2 separate regions of the Mus musculus genome follow, and region 2 is linked to region 1. The links are chromatin contacts, called in public HiChIP or PLAC-seq maps. All regions are on one chromosome and are shown on one strand. Each heading gives the region's core, a stretch centred on a gene start, on an enhancer-like site or on the middle of the called end of the contact. The rest is flanking DNA. Distances are from core to core; before and after follow the strand shown.

Region 1 (4,710 bases), core at 1,754-4,253:
CAGACATGAAGTGGGTTCTGCATATCAGAAGCTCATATCTCAGTGCTGTCTAAGATGCCCACTCTGTGGGCATGGTACCCTACTGGGCCTGAACTTGAACTTGGCTTCAGGTTTTCAGCATGATGTCCCACTGGGCCTGCGCTCAGTTAGCTTTAGGGCAGTGGGAGGGAGCCTGAGTAGGCCCAGCCATTGCCTAACAAGCCTGGATTTGCCTTTGCAACTTTGGTAGCTTCTCAGCAACTGTTATGAAGTGATGATACCCACAAGTCCAATGTGTAGCCCTAAGAGCGAGTCTACGGATGACACTATACGTGAAGTAATTGATTTATCCATTCTTATAGCAATTATTGATAAATGTTAGGTGCTTTTCAACAGATGTAGGATAGTACGGAAAATCACCTGTCATGAAGATGTGTATGCCTCTGTGAGGAAGAGTTATACTTGGCAAATGGGATCAGAATGATAAAGGGCTTCAAGGGTAATAATAAATACTTCTGCATGACTCTGAAGCCAAACCACCTCAGTTCAGATATTCGTCCCATCGTTTATCTGCTTTGTGATCTTGGGACGGTTACGCAACCTTTCTAAGCCTCAGTTTCTTCCTCTGGAAAATGGGGATAATCATGCCTGCCCAGCAAGGTTATTAGCACATTTAAATGAGTTAATGTAGGAAAGGTACTTAAAACAGGGCAGGGACCCGAGAAAGCACAGCTCTTGGGTGTTAGCTTGCCATGCCTATTTAGTAATGGGATGTGACCAAAACTAAGCGTGGGAGGCCAGCATCCTAAGGGACAAATGGTGGCCAGGGCATTTAAACTAAGTCCTGAGGTGAGTGAGACCCCAGCTAGGTGAGGCGTCTAGGCAAGGGACAGGGAGTAAAAGCACCTTGGAGTGTTTAGATTGACTTCGTTGAGTCATTTTCCGTGGCCTAATGGGTCCTTCTGTATGTTTCCGCAGATGAACAAGGAACATGCTGGCAGTCTTCCAGGGCCCTGGGGCTCCCGAGGAAGTGAGGTGACAGGGCTGCCGAGGGGAGGGCCACAGGAGGCCACCTCCAAGGAGCTCAGTGAACTGGCCCTGAAGATGTGAGTCCTCTCCCAATGCCTCCCACCACTTGGTGTCAAGCCTAACATAGGCTGGGGTCAGGGTGGGGAATCGCCTCCATCTGGCCACACAGCCCAGAGGCAGAGGGCAAGAGTCCCACACAGCAAAGAATGACAAAGGTCGAGTAGCTGCAGGGCGCTCACACAATGGTGTCTCATAGGTGGCTCCTTCCACAGGGTGAGGAGCATGGATTTAAATTCCATGGGACTTCCCCCAGCTGGAGAAGGAAATTCAGAATTGTTAACATACACTGTCCTTTCTTCTCTTTTATTGAAAAACAAACAAACAAATAAACAAACAAGCCCAGTTATTTACCAAAATAGGCCAAGTGTGGCTGTAGCTGCCCAGGGTTGAACTGGTCAAATGGCCATCGGGCTGCTGTGGTCCTGAGAGTATCACCTGGAAACTTCCTGTTGCCAGGCCTGTGGTGCATGCCGGCTACTCCGGGGGCCGAAGCAGATGGGTCTCAAATCCAAGGTCTGCCCAGTTTGCAGTGTGAGTTTTGGAGCAGCCAGGGCAGCTTCATGAGCACCTGATTCAAGATTGTTAACAACTGGAGAAGACTCGGGATGTGGTTTAGGAGTGGAGCAGAGTTAGCACGCAGGGGACCCAGGTTCGACCCCAGTGCTCAACCCTCAAATCCCAAAACCCTTTGAGGAATACAACAGCGGACATTAAAATGGTCAAGTTCACCCAGCTCACTTGTTTTCCTTTCCCTCTTCCTTCCTTCACAGTCCTCTTTCTCCCTTTCCATCCTCTTTTCCTTCCTTCCTTCCTTCCTTCTTCCTTCCTTCCTTCCTTCCTCCCTTCTGTCATTTCTTTAGGTTTTGTTTTGTTTTGTTTTTGCTAGGCATTGATCTCCAGGTCTGTCTCTGCATTCTAAATTCAGTTCACCACTGAGCCCTTCCTCTGCCACAGGCCTGGTGCACAAACTGGTGTTAGAGGCAGTGCTGCTGCTATAGCTGTTTCCCACCCTTTCAGTTCTGGAGAGGATTTGCAGGTCCTGGAGAGGACCTAGACCAGGGCTTCCCAAGTTCTCTGTACCTGATCTTATTGAAATGTGGGCATTGATGCAATAGGTCTGTGTGAGCCCATGCCTCTGCAGTTACAGCAAGCTCCTAGGTGGTACCAACTGTTGCTGGTTCCCACCTGGGGATGACCATTTGAGTAGCAAAGGTCTAGGGGTTATTTCCTTGTGAATGAATTGGAAATTCCTGGATTTGTATCATGATTGGGTGTCTATTGCTGTGATAAAGACCCCATGATCAGAAGCAACGGGAGAAGGAGAGGGTTTGTTTCACTTCACAGGCTGCAGTCCATCATTGAGGGAAGTCAGGGCAGGAACAAACGCAGAGACAAGGGAGGAATGCTGCTTACTGGCTTGCTCTTCATGGGCTACCCAGCTTTATAATATATATATATATATATATATATATATATATATATATATATCTTAGAATCACATCTTAGTGTTGTAGGGAGGGTGCACACAGAACCTTCTCATGAAGTAAGTAGCTCCAGTGTGCAGGACTCACCCCTACACAGGAATGCCCGCTTTCCTACCTCAGTCCATCCAATTGTCTTTTCCTCCCAACCTTTGCCAAGCTGGGACATAAAACCTGGCATCTCCCTGTTCATTTTTTGACTGTTTGTGAAGTTCACCAGTGTCCATTTGTTTATTGGCTATTCACACTTTCTCTTGGACACCAACCCTGTACCTACATTCGTAACACCGAAACCTCAGCTACTGATAGTGTTTTAAAAGGCAGATAGTTAAGAAAATAGGAACCGTGTGTAATGCTGGTGTGGAAATCTTTATTCTGTTCAGCGCTCTGACAAAGAAAGCACAACTGGGGTCAAGAGCACGTGCTCATGAGTCACGCACTATAGGGTCAGCAGCTTTGCCCTCTGTGACTGACTTTGTGACAGTCTCTGTGTTAGTTGTATTTACCATTAGAGCTGGAGTCCAGAGTCACAGAGAGTCACAGAGAAGGCTGTATGAGAAGCATCGGGAACACAGTGGGAAATCAAACACTGTAGCTGTCTCCACCAAAGAAAAAATGACAACACTGAAGCCCTTCAAAAAAAAAAAAAAATTGAATGAGCAAATAGGATGTGAACTAAAAAGTTGTAAGTAGGAAAGAAAACCAAAATATGACCATAAGCGAAGTATTCACCTCCTTTGGTTCTAGAAAAGATGCTAAGCAACATGACTCCCCCGCCCACACACACGTTAGGTGAGCGAAAACATTTTTGAGTGATAATTCTTGGTGCGAGAACCGTGTGGTCTAGTTGAGTCACCCACATCGTTGGCAGCTGTGTAAGCCAATCGAGAAACGTGCAGAAAGCTGTCTGGCAAAATGTGTCATCACACAAACACACTCAAAACCTTTGGCCCAGATGTTTCCTCAGGAAGTAATTCAGAATGTGGAAAAACCTACATGGCCAGTAAGGCTTGGGCCAGCATTGTTTATAGTGGTGGAAAAGGGACATTGATGTTCTGTTTACATGAAAGGATAAGGCCACGGTCAAACTACATGGCAGTCAAACTGCTGTGCCGTTGTATGTGTTAACAGTGTTTCCGTGCGTTTCCAGCATTTATGATACAAGTAGCCCCCAGATCTTGTATTAATTCATGATGGATAAATTTCTTTGGAAAACAAACAAACAAACAAACAAACAAACAAAAATCAGCTCTTGATCACTGGAGTAGCCAGTGGTCAGATTGGTTTAAAACTTAATCTTCTAGAGGCTGGAAGATAGCTCAGTAGGTAAACATGCTAATTATGTAAACCTGGCCACTCAAATTTGACCCCTGGAGCCCATGTGAAACCTCAGATGTCATGGCTTTCCTTCAGAGAGATGGGAGGTAGGGACAGGAGAGTGGCCTGGGTAGGGTGGCTAGCCTGGACTACACAGGGCATCCACAGAAACAAGAGAGACCTGTCTCTGCAAGGTGGAAAGTGGGTGGGTTGGGACACTTGCACCTTGTCTTCAGACCTCGACACATGCACTGTGGCATGTGACACACACACACACACACACACACACACACACACGCCTGTAAATGCTAGGGATACAGACCTCTGCAGCCATGCCGTGCATTTGGTAGGAGTTTGTTTGGGGACTCGAACTCAGACCCTCATGCTTGTACAAGAAGTATTCTTACCATCCGAGCCATCTCCCCAGCCCGGGAAAGACTGTTGCTCACCATGGATAGCAGTGCAAGTGAGATCAAGTCTTCAGTGTGAGCAGAAATACCCACGATGGGCAATGTTCAACTGAAGAGCATGTTGCAGGTGCTGAGGGGTACGCCTCCTTAGGGCAATGCTCATCAGAATCACCTGGGACACTTTAAAGCATGGCTCCTACCGAACTAGCCCCTCCTAGCAACTCTGGCATGGTAGGCGGGGTGAGTCGTGTTCGTTATTTTCAAAACTGCAAGGATGTTGATGCTCTCTGCAGTAAAGAACCAGCAATGGCAGATTTTCATGGTGAGGGAGCCCAGTCCCTTGATGCAGGCCTCAGTAGCTAACCAATGGCTTGGCATAGCTAGCATCCACTCTCACTGGAATTATGAACCCACCACGGCCTCCTACCCATCCT
Region 2 (4,389 bases), core at 1,186-3,685, 350 kb after region 1:
AAAGAAAAGCTTAGAGCCAGATGTGATGTTGCAATGCCTTTAATCCCAGTACTCTAGAAGCAGAGGCTGGCAGATCTCTTGAGTTTGAGGCCAGCCTGGTCTACAGATTGAGTTTCAAGACAGCCAAGCTTAGGTAGTGAAGGAAACTGTTAAGCTGGTAAAGATGGAATTGAACAAGGAGGCCATGTTGCAGCCCCAGCAAGCAGCAGAACTTGGCAGCTTTGGCCATGTGGTTCTGTCTTTAGAGTCAAGGATAGAAGAAAGGGGTTATGGAATCTCCCTCTGAGACTAAGGGAAACCACTGAAGCCAGGCATGTGGCAGGGATGTTCCTACATGGAGGCCTAGAGAGGCCATTGTGTGAAGCTGTGAAGGTGAAGCCTGGATTGCCTTGGAGAGACTCCCAAGATGTTGGAGAAGCCGAGGCTGTGGGATATCTGCTTAGGAAGATGCTAATGCGGAGTGGAACCAGCCCAAAAGAAAGTGTGTGTTGAAGACAATATCCATAGAAGGAGTTGGAGGTCTGAAGACCATTTTGACATCTGACATGGAGACACAATGTTTGGAGTTTGGCCAGCAGTTTTCAATCTTACATTAGTCCAGTATTTCCTCACTGTGCTCCTTTTGGAACTGAAATATACACCTTGTGCCTGGAAGTATGTGATGCGTTTTGATTTTGATTTTATAGGGGATTGCAGTTAAGAGATTGTATGGATTTCCAAAGAGATGTTGAACTTTGGACTTTTAAACAAGTTTTCGGTTGTTATAAACTATGGGAACTTTTTAAAGTTGTACTAAATGCATTTTGCATTATGATATGGCTACAAGCCTATAGGGGCTTTATATAGCCTATAGGGCTACAGAGTGGACTGTGGGTATTACGCTATTGATGTATAGCATCATTCTGTATATGAGTATCCTGGGAAATGATTTCCATTTCTATAAGCTCTCATTATCTTTGGGCTAGATTGATATGTAAATATTAAATACTGAGTTATACTTTTTTTTTAATTTGTAGTCATGCTGGAAAAGGAAACAGTGCGCATGATGCAGCTCATTCAGGAAATATACACTAAAGAAGGGAAGAAGGGATTTTTCAGGGGCTTCACCCCTAATGTCCTCAAGCTGCTTCCTGCAGTGGGCATTGGCAGTGTGGCTCACGAACTAGTGAAAAGGCTTTTTGGATTAATCTAGAAGTGGAATACCAAACTGTCATCATTGCCATCATCACCAAGGTATCAGATCACACCTGGGCTAGATGGTGATCTTGCTTCTTCCTAAAAAGAAAAAGCATCAAATACTTGTACAAAATTACTTTGTCTTTGTCTATTGTAAGATATGCAAATTAAATGGTAGTTTTGGTAAAATTATTCCATACCTTAAAATCCCTTATTATTCACAGAATTCTTATTTTACATTTCCTGTTACCTTTTACAAAATCCTAAAGTAGTTTTTGATTCGATGGTGTAATGCATTCCTAATTACATTAGGAAACACTTGGTAGGCTACATAAGAGTTTTTGGTTAGAAATCTTTTTAAAGTTAAGCCTGAACATGTTTTACACAGTAAAGCAGAATTCAGTGCACTTAAACTTGATGTTATAGTTAATTTCTTCAGCAAAATAGACAAGCCACTTCATAATTCCATTTAGAGTATTATGAGCCACTTCCCTTGCTAGTCCTATGTCCCCTTCAGTTTCTGTACATCTGATCCCCCTCACCCCATGAAGATGGTTTTATCTTTCTAGACATCTTTGAAGACAAGAGCTACCTCCTTTCCCTCACCTGGGGGAAGTCCTGTATGCAGTTTCCACAAACTCTGGAGTGATTTGCTCAACAGCTTCTCTTTCCTTCCATGATGAGGAAAGCTGGCTAACATTTTTTAACTGTTTCTGTTTTTGCACTTATTTCAGCCCTCTCAGGTAATCTGACTGAAGCTGGCTGGTGGAGCTGGAGGTGGGGCAGCTGCCTCCTCCTGGGCAAGCAGGGAGCCAAGTGTGTGACTCAGAGCAGGTTATCTCTAAAGCTCCTCTTCTGAGTCATTACTTTTTATTTGCAGTGTGAATGGGAGCTACAAGAGTCATGAAATTGACTGAGCAATAATGCTAATATTATAATATAACAATAGCCTAATATCTCACTGTTACAATGAGATGACTATTGTCAGAACTCTGTTAATAGTTCTGTATTAACTTTTTTACTTCATTAGCAAATATCAAGTGAACAAGATGAGCATTTCCTCTGTGTCATTTTAATACATTATACTATGCATTGTGATTACATTCAACAACAAACTCTGGTTAAAAAGTGAGCAAAGGACTTGGATAGACATTTCTCCAAAGAGAATATACAAATGACACAGATAAGCAAAGAAAATCTGTTTGGCTTTCCTGATCACAGTGGCTATTGTTAAGAAACCAGCAAGTGCTGGCGAGGTCTTGGAGAAACTGGAATCCCGTGTACTGTTGACAGAGCACAGTGCCATGGAGAGGAGTCCCTCAGCAGACCTCATACAACCAAAAGTAGAGTGATTGTATGACCCAGCAACTTACACTGTTTCAAAAACAATTCAGAGCAGGGTCTCAAGGAGCAGTGTGCTCGTCTCTGCTCATATCAGCATTGCTTGCAACAACCAAAATGTGCAAGCAAGCTGAAAGTTCATCTACACGTGAATAAACTATGGTATATGCATACAATGGAATGCTATTTCTCCTTTGAAAGAAAATCCCGATGCACATTACATATGGATGAACCTGGATGATGTTGCCTTAAGGGAAATGAACTAGTCATAAAGATAAACATACGAGGTGCCCTAGAGTGCTTAGACTCATAGAGGCAGGTGGAATGGTGGCTGCCAGTGGCTTGGGAGGGAAAGGTGGCAACTGGAAGTACAGATGGTTGTGATCTGTCATGTAGGTGGTGGGTACCAAACCCAGGTCCTCTGGGAGAGCAGCCAGTGCTCTTTACTGCTAAGTCATATCTCCAGTCCCATCCCAAATTTCTTATAGTGTCAGAAGCCTTTTGAAATGATCATGTTGTTTTCTGTCTCCCTGGACTCGAACACAGACTCCATGAACCAGCTAGGTTTTTTCCTTGTCATCTGTGCTATTTGGAGGTCTCTAGGTGGCACATAGCAGGCATTCAATGAATATTTAATAGTTGAACGAGCAACATATATAAGAAGGAACATCTGTCTACTCTTGTTTTGTATTTGGTGGAGGGCAAGGGTTTTTTTTATACCACCTCTTGTTACTAGTCTTTTTTCAACCTTCATTCTGGCCCTTCTTCCTTGAACATTGACTATTACAATATAGTACCCAACTCTAAGATAATTCAGGGAAGTCATCTGTATAAAATAATTAATGTTATTGTAGCTTCCCTGCCATGTTTTGAGTGTTCTTGTGTGTGTGTTCATATGGGTGGGTGTACAAGTGGAGCCAGGAGGCTCCGTACCTCACACACATAAACAAGTGCCAAGATATGTGCATGGAGGTCAGAGGTCACTTGCCGGGGATCAGTTCTTTCTCAGCCTGTGGGTCCCAAAGGTTGAACTCAGGTCAACAGGGTTAACAACAGGTATCTTTACCTTGCTGAGCCATATCCCTCTACCTTATTTATTTTTTTTTTTTTTGAGACAGTGTCTCCCATAAACCTGAAGTTTGCCTATTCAGGCAAGATTGTTTGGGAAGCAAGCTCTAGAGATCCCTGTCTTTGCTTTTACAGTGCTGGGATTACAAGTGTGCCCTGCCATGTCCATTTTGTTTGTTTTTTGTTTAAGATGTAGGTGCTAGGGGATTGAACTCAGGTCCTCATGCTTGCGAAGCGACCATTTTTACTGACTGAGACCTCTTCCCAGCTCTCCCCACCCCAATCCTGTATTGCACTGTAACCTAACGTAAGTGGGGAACCTTTCTAGGAGCTCCATGCTCAGTAGCTCAACATCTATCACTGTCCTGTGTTGTAATTAAACTCTAGCTAAGAGTTTTGACTTCCTCCAGCCTGTGGTCACGTCTATCATTGTTTGTGGCTTAAACATCCTTGACTACTCCCAGTGGAACTCTGAACTGTATTTGCTTTGAACTTTCTCTCCTGCTGGAAGGTGGCAAGGCAGGCCTGAGAGTTAGGATATGACATGAAGCAGATGAAGACCATGGCTTCAGTGCAGTGCACCAGCAGAGCTGAGAATTCCATCCTCTTACATAAGGATAAGAAAAAAAATTAATTATTATGTGTCCATTGTACATTATGACTTGCCTTCAATGCTTATGTGAAATATCTCCAACATAAAAAAGAAAAAAAGAAATGTAGTTGGGAAGTCTAGTTTATCTTCATGGCTGACAGAAGATTCATGAAGGTTGAATTATATGGAAGCTTAGTGAAACCACCACTGAC

What was found. HiChIP or PLAC-seq counts read pairs in DNA pulled down with a chosen protein or histone mark.
Region 2: an HNF4G HiChIP or PLAC-seq map of pancreatic cancer cells shows a contact between it and region 1. The contact joins two enhancer-like sites. A contact is called at or near these places in 1 of 484 Hi-C or Micro-C datasets (bone marrow-derived macrophages) and 1 of 115 datasets of contacts at active chromatin or transcription factors (pancreatic cancer cells).

Annotation. Positions count from the first base shown.
Region 1 is chr3:108,764,153-108,768,862 of GRCm38.p6, forward strand. It overlaps Aknad1 (AKNA domain containing 1), which reads left to right. Exons shown (of 12, transcript NM_177859.3): 6 at 958-1,085. Among named protein-coding and RNA genes, the nearest start is that of Aknad1, 27 kb to the left of the region's middle. Within about 2 kb of position 3,004, at least 37 of the 459 cell types and tissues checked have an H3K27ac peak or open chromatin away from gene starts, as enhancers often do. A contact at or near this core is called in pancreatic cancer cells, where this site is marked.
Region 2 is chr3:109,115,321-109,119,709 of GRCm38.p6, forward strand. It overlaps Slc25a54 (solute carrier family 25, member 54), which reads left to right. Exons shown (of 10, transcript NM_029054.1): 10 at 1,017-1,262. The coding sequence ends at 1,192. Among named protein-coding and RNA genes, the nearest start is that of Gm19391, 5.6 kb to the right of the region's middle. Within about 2 kb of position 2,436, at least 5 of the 459 cell types and tissues checked have an H3K27ac peak or open chromatin away from gene starts, as enhancers often do. A contact at or near this core is called in pancreatic cancer cells, where this site is marked.